Linked DNA regions of Drosophila melanogaster: region 2 is linked to region 1. Evidence: chromatin contacts called from public Hi-C data. All regions are on one chromosome and are shown on one strand. The core of a region is the stretch at or near the end of the contact, and the rest is flanking DNA. Distances in the headings are between cores, read along the strand shown.

What was found. Hi-C and Micro-C count contacts between places; a contact is called where the count stands out from the background.
Region 2: a Hi-C map of the Kc167 cell line shows a contact between it and region 1, with 1.9 times the contacts expected there. A contact is called at or near these places in 1 of 107 Hi-C or Micro-C datasets (the Kc167 cell line) and 1 of 7 datasets of targeted methods (the Kc167 cell line).

The regions. Positions count from the first base shown.
Region 1 is chr3L:17,010,457-17,014,196 of dm6, forward strand. CG3764 reads right to left here and starts at 2,109. Exons shown (of 7, transcript NM_001275048.1): 1 at 933-2,109. The coding sequence starts at 1,210. CG6664 reads right to left here. Exons shown (of 5, transcript NM_168710.3): 4 at 3,537-3,740; 5 at 2,430-3,473. The coding sequence ends at 2,994.
Region 2 is chr3L:17,565,129-17,568,868 of dm6, forward strand. It overlaps Eip74EF (Ecdysone-induced protein 74EF), which reads right to left. Exons shown (of 8, transcript NM_168740.3): 6 at 229-597. Among named protein-coding and RNA genes, the nearest start is that of CycT, 9.2 kb to the left of the region's middle.

The DNA of each region.
Region 1 (3,740 bases), core at 859-3,358:
CCCACCATGACTACCCAATATGCACTGCTGGGGGTGTTGGGTGATTTAGGGCTTGTTGTTGGTTTCTTCGTGGAGCTGGTTGTGATGCAGGCTATCGTTATCGATATAAGTACAGTGAAGCGCAGCAAGAACCATATTATTCGCCTGTGATAAATTATTAAATATAAATTTAAATCGCAAAAAATAGTAGAAAACTACAACATTTTACATTAACATTGTTTAGTTAAAAACAACAAAACCGACTCAATATAAATATGTATTTACTTTAATAAATCTGAATTTTTACCAGTTTTTAAAATGTAAGAAAAGAAGAATAATCCTTCTTAACTGCAAGCACCTGAAATAGGAATTTCTTTCAAAAACAGATCAGGTAGCTTTAAGAAGAACCCACTGTGGCTATAACAACAGAGGAACCAAGATAATGCGCCTCCTTTGTTACGTTTTCGAGGCAGCTGCAAACGCATCTTTGTAATCCCCTCAGATTTTGCTTTCACTGCCATTTCACTGTGGATTTGCGTCCTTTCATGTTGGCCAGACTGGCAGATTCTATCGAATAAGGCGGCAAGCGGCGTACGTGACGATGATTAGTGCATGCCGAATTTGTGTGCTGGGTTATCGTCCTCGTTTTACTCTTTGCCAATTTGCGTACGAAGCACGGGTGTAGGAGGAAGAGGAAGTGCAGGTGGTGCAAGAGAGAGGAACATGAGTGCCGGTGGAGGGGGCGGGGCGTATATGTATGTACATACATACATATGTATAGTGTGAAACGCATCATGAGAACGCCTTTTCGCACGTCTCTCTTTGTGTGAATGTATGTGCTTCCGAGTGATTTTGCAGCTGCACCTATTTTCCCCCTTTGTTGTGCGCGCATTTTATCGATACACTAATACCGGGTGTTAGGCAGTTTTGTTGTTAAAAAGATAAACACTTACCTTAGATAATTTCGCGAAGTTTGTTTTGTAGCTTTTGCGGACGACGAACTATTGCCAGCAGAGGCCGTGGCAGCGACGCCGGCAGAGGCGTGAGCTGTACGTGCCGGCAATGTTGTTGTAGTAGCTGATGTTGCTGTTCCTGTAGTTGCTGTTGTTGTTTGGCTATTAATTAGCGCTGCTGCTGCTGCGGACGCTGCGGTCAGCGTGGGCGCTGCCGCTAAATTCGCTGGTGTTGTTGGTGTTGCCGACGGAAAGAAGAGTTTATTCAATAGGGCCATAATAAGACACGATGTCCGCAATCTGTTAATAAACACATCTGGCCAATCGAAATCTCAGAATCGAAGATCGAATATTGAATTTATTTCTGATTTTGTGTGGAAATGGAAATAAAACACAGACACGCACGCACACAAACAAGGGCGCACTTTTCGCTTTCCTTGGAATGAGTGGTTGTTGCTGTTGTTGTTGGCGAAAGAGACGTCTACCGTTACACGCGCGCCTGCCAGAGCGAGATGGCGGATGCTGCACAATCAAAACCAAAACTTTCGCTTTGCACTTTTCTTTCTTGCACTGCTTCTGATCTATCTGATCTCTTCCTGTACACAAACACACACATACGCACTTGCAGTGGAATTTATTTGATTGAGCAAAAATAATATATGGCTATTTTTGTGTTATTTTCGCGAATCGGCTGCGGAAGCGACACAGGTTCTTTACCGTTCCACATCGAAATGAGAACCGAATATCGCTGGCGTCCGCTTTAAAAAGTTTGCAAGAGACGCGTCGCAGTCGTTAAATGTGTGTGAGTGAAAGAGAGGGAGAGCGGCAGCAGCGTTTAAAGAGCACCATCTGTGTTTGTTTGTTTGAGTGTGTGTAAATGGTTTTCTGTCGTTGCTACCAATGCGAGCTTCTTTTGGCCAATACACACTTTTTTGTTGTCATTTATCATTGACTTCCCACTTCCTGCCCACCTATTTCACCGTCTTTCTCTCGGTTCTCAGATCAAAGTCAAGTCACTTATTTTAATTGAACACTTTGCGGCTTTGTTTGCTCTCGCTCGAGGTGTTACACTCCGCTTTTTGGCCTGGCCCAAAGGTTAGTCTTTGGTCTTAACGCTTCGCGCTGACTGTTTGGCCTTTATTTACAATCACAAACACAAACAACACAAGAGCATTTTGCAACGCGAAGTTAGCTGCAGCTGCGCGCCAGTGTGTGCACGCCAAGTGGCAGAAGTATGAAGGCAGTTTTAGGGGATACTTTAAGTGTTGCCCCACCATTTGTCGTGCATTTAACGGAAATTCGAAAATTCTTGTTCTTGTGGTTCGTCAAAAGAAAAAAATGTTATTTCTGAAAACATATTTTAAAAAAACCTATCAGATGATGTTTACAATTCATATATTGTAGTGTCTACAGTTGTACTTTCTACAATTTTGAAAACCTTGCACCTCGAATTTAAACAAAATTTAATTTAAAAAAATTCTGGACGAATTTTTATTTAATTTTAAATTGTTGAACTTTATTTTTGTTGGCTTACATAAACATACTTCAAAATTTTTTAGGCCCACATGCGAAGGAATTGTGGGAAAATGGTTTCGACATGAATAGAATTCACCCTTTTTATAAATTCATACGATCTGGTTAGCGTGTGCTGTCCATCCTCATTCTCATCCTCTATATCCTCCATATCTCATTATTAGCTGTGTTTTACTTAACTTTAACTGGAACCGAGCGAAATTAGAAAAACATTCAAATCTTAAACATTAGCGCTAAATATTCGTTCGCCTAGGAATTCCGTTATTGAAAGGTTTTAAGAGATTTTGATCAAATAGAACATACATATACATATTAACCATATATAAATGTGGCGACTTTGAGTCGCCCTGGAGAAGCTTACGATAGTTACTTTCTCATCTTTTGTTTCTGTGTTTTCTTATGTTTTTAGGATCGTTAAACTGGTTGCTTGCATGCGTGCGTGTTTATGAATATAGTGTGTTTTCGTGTGAAAGTGTGTGAATAAGTCATGATTTTTCTGTATCCCTGTGCGAGAGCTACTGCATCCTCCTAGTCCTTGCAGGTGGACGTGTCCATTGGACTGGCTGGCTGGATAAAGGCCGTGGCCGCCGAGCTGGGCGGATTGGTTGGCGTAAACGCCGACAGTGAGGAGTTGCTGCTGCTGTTAACAAGATTGCCGCTGGACGAGTTGTTCAGGCTGATGTTCATCAAATTGGACGACGACGACGAAGCGCTGGAGTGGCTAGTGAGCTGGGCCAGCAGACCTCCACCTCCACCGCCGGCCAAGAAGGTGGCACTGCCGCCAGCCGAATTTGACGAGCCAAGGCTTAGGCGTTCGCCTCCCAGATTCGAGAGAAAGCCGCCAGCGGCATTCCCAGCTGATACGGACGCGGACGATGAGGAGCTGCCGGTTCCCAAAATGCCCAGCAGTGGGTTGGTTGAGGTCAGCACGTTCGGTGCGGAAGTGTTCAGGCCCAGCATGGGCGTTGGCAGTGCTGGCTTTATGAAGCGTTCGCTGGCACGACGATTCTGAAACGAAGAATTTTTAATTTTACAAATCTGGAAAGCAACATTTCACAATATCGTACTCACCACTAGCTGGCCGCAGGCATAGCAGCGGTTTTGCACCGCCGTGCCCGGACTTAGAGGTCGGCTACTCGAGGGACTGTGGGAGACGGGACTGCTGATGGTGCGTTGACGTTGGGCGCTCACCGCTGAAGCTGCGGCGGCGGCTGCTGCCGTCGCTACAGCGAACGAACCGCCTCCCATCAGGTTCTCGTTGTAGAAGCGTTCCTC
Region 2 (3,740 bases), core at 338-2,837, 550 kb after region 1:
TCGAGATTAATTTAAAGTAGCAAAGTTAGTTCAAAGATTGGTGCATATTAAGGGTTACAACTTTGTACATATGTAAGTAAACATTACATTTGTAGTTTCTAAAATTTTAAAAAGTTCTCAAATCAAAATCAAAAAGTTTTTGAATCAATTTTAACAAATTGTTGCACATATCCTTTAAGATCAAGTTGCTTTTAGAATGTGACATTAATTTGCCTTGTGTATAATCACCTGTTGTGGCCGTCGTGTAGTTTCTGTGGTGCGGATTGTGGATGGCACCGCCGCTAAGCAGATTGTGGAGCAGCGGGCGTTGTGGGATGGCCAGCGGCTGTTGCTGCTGGTGGGCATTGTTGCCGTTGCTGCTGCCTCCGTTGCCTGCCGCACCGTGTAGACCCTGCTGCTGTTGTTGCTGCTGCTGCAGCTGGAGCGGAGTGAGCAGCGTATTTTGCTCCGTCTTTATGTGGAGCAGAGCGGTGGCGCCGGCGAAGGTGGAGCCGTTGTGCGGCTGCTGCTGTTGCTGCTGTTGCAGGTGGTGCTGCTGCTGCAGTTGCTGCTGCGGTGCCGGACTTGTCGATTGCTTGACAATAGGAATTTCGGTGTCTGAAATGAAGGAGCAAAGGAGGAGGTGGTTGAAAATACATCTCTAAGTTAAGATGTTGAAAATGCATCTAAGGTTTTATTGCCAAGTTAATGTCATTAGACTGGAATTCCTATCCTATCCTTGATGTGATTTGATATATAAAGCTAGCTTTTACAGAAAAACCGTAAAAATATCAATATAAAACATATCCAAATTCACTAGATTATGAATTCATTAACAAAATTTAATTAATTATACATTTCTTTGGAAATTAATTATGCATATATGTATGTATATAAAAAAAATCCACAAAGGTATTAGCTGAATAATTAAGCATCCTTCAGCAACATCAGTTTAAATTTGCGATTGCTTCAATCACCAGAATAATGCATACTTTCGAATCCCCAGATGCCGTTGCTGTTCCAATTAAACGAATACTTGGCCTCATCACGGAATGCTTTGCAGGGCTCTCAGTCCCCTCAATCCCCTTTAATCCGCCCACCAACCACTTGGCTACGCCCCTGTCCTCTTCACAGCTGTCAAAAATGCCTATCCAACGAGCTAATAATACAAAAATTCGCATCATAATTTCATAGAAATGTCATGTTGAGCGAGATATGCAAAAAGGAAAACGAATACAACGAAACGAAATGAAATGAAACAATTGAAATGCCCCAATTTGGTGAGCCATGAACTCGCAACCGTTAAAAACAACGCCAGAGGAAAGGCAACAAAAATTAGCTTCTCACTTTCCTTTGGCCGTTGTTGTTGCAGCTGAAAAGTAAAAGTGCATTTTCACTTATTTCATGCAGCGGCAGCACTGGCAGCAGCGGCATGAAAATAAGCAGAGGCAAAAAAAATTGCATTGAATGTCAAGCGGTACGCACACACACATACACACACACACATTCACACGAATCAAATCCGCGGCAACTGCAGTGTGCAGGAAAACGTCAAAGCCAGCGGAGCAATGAAGCTTGCAAGCACACTCACTCTCACAGATACGCGCACACACACAGCCACGCCAAGCACTCACACACACAAGCCCAGACGAGTGGCAGCAGAGAGGAAGAGAAATCAGGTCAAGGCTTGTCGGCAACGGCGACGAGTTTACAATTTATGCTTTGCTGGCTGCATTATTGCATGTTGCCGCTGTGTGCGAGTGCTTTTTACAGCTTTTTAAATACACGGCAGCCCGGCCGACTTCGCACACTGGCCGATAATGCCTCGTAAAGCGGTGTAAAACTAACCATTTTCCATATATTTGCAGATATATCATTTCCACCAAGAAAAGTGGAAGTGGTAATCACTGTATAGGAGAAAGTAGCAGGTACAAGTACTTGAATACCCTTTGTTTTCAAAAGCAATACAATCTAAAAAAATATATAAATATATTTTGACCTTTTTCTTGTAAAAAACGTTTATTATTTTACTCTGTCCTATAGGCCATTTGACCCACTGTGCAACGCAGTTGTCTCGTTTTGATTGCCGCTCCACTCGTCGTGGGTGAATGAGAAGCATGTAAAAATATACATATATATAAATGTATATACCCATATATTTTCTTGATATGTAAGAAATTCAAAAGCCGCAGCACAAAAATAAAAAACCAAAGTCGTGACGGAAATCGCGCGGCAACAAAACAGCTGTGCGGTTGCATTGGTTAACCACCCACCGCCTCGCCCCCCTCGGCCATCGACAATTGGCCTGCTGGTGCAACAGCAGCAGCTTTTTAACGGAAATTATAAATATTATTTTCGCCAAGTTTTCGTTGCGAGAATTTCCCTCTATTTACTTGGTGCTTTAATCGCTTGTCGAAGTGAAAATGTCGGAAATGCCCGTCACTTGCCTCGATTTTTTTCGCTTGTCTACGTTTTTCTTTTAGTTTTTCCGTGGGGAAGTGCTCACGTGTTGTTTTTTACTGCGGCCAACGCGGCGTATGCGTAATTTGTTGCAGGTGGCCGCCGACAAGTTAAAGTTCTAAATGGTAAACGACTGACATGGAAATGTCTAAATCAATTTACAGCAGAATGAAAACATTCATGTGCATATAGTTTACTTTTGATTTTTTACAAATTAAGGTAAAAGTTTAATATATAATGGTTAAATGAAATAGTTGTTGGGCAACTTCAAAGCTGGAAGTCGTATTTAAACCGTGCTTTTAGCACATATTCCGCGTGTCAACAGCTTGTATTTTGATCGTAAACTGCAACTTGTAAGCAACATGTGTATTGACTCTAGAAAATTCCTGAGAATTCAAAAGTAGATTATTGTATTTATTCCCGTTGAAATAGTTTATTGCGCAAACGAAACGTGTGCGATTACTTCCTGTGCGGCATATTAGGCGTATGGGTAATATACGAGCGTTCAAATTAAGTATACGCCTAGGTGAACAACGGAAGGAAGGCGAAGAATTTAGATTTCCTGGAAGAAGTTCATCGGTCTTCCCCCGTTTATTCCGCCGAGCTTTCACTGTACCGCATTTGTGGCGCCACCATGGAAAAGAAAACAACGCTATAGAAGCCGACAATCAGACCGCCAGAGGTTCAGCGTTAATGGTGCATAAACAAACACAAACACGGCAGAAAGAAAGACAAATAGCCAGTGGTAATAGAGTCTACAAAACATTGCAATGCTGCGCCAAATGTGCGCTGACCTCTAAAAATGCGGTCTAATAAAACCAGCAGAAACTAACCAACCGACAAAACACACAGAAATACAAGAGAAAAAAATTAAATATATTACGAGAAAACAAAGCAAAATTGGCAAACAACATAAAAAAATAATAATAATAAAAAACAACACACACACAGAGAGACATGTCAAAGAAATTAACGGTAAAGTCATGTGCATGTGAGCTGGTGGGTTTTTGCTATTTTTCTTTGTTGAATTCGAATTTGGACTTGAACCGAACTGGCTCGTTGATATGTGCGCGGCATTTTGGGACAGTTACATCACAATTCCGGCGGATAGCGCAGCATTTGCCGCAATAGTAGGTCAATGTAGGTACGAGCCATCGCTGCCTGCTTGTTACCTCTAAATGATTAGTTCGCCTTATAGAGCCGATATGCTTTTTGTTTTTTATACTCAGTTTGGCTGGGTTTGTTTTCGGCTGTGCGGTGGATAAGGCGTCATCCGTGGTGCTTGAGTTTTGTTTACAATT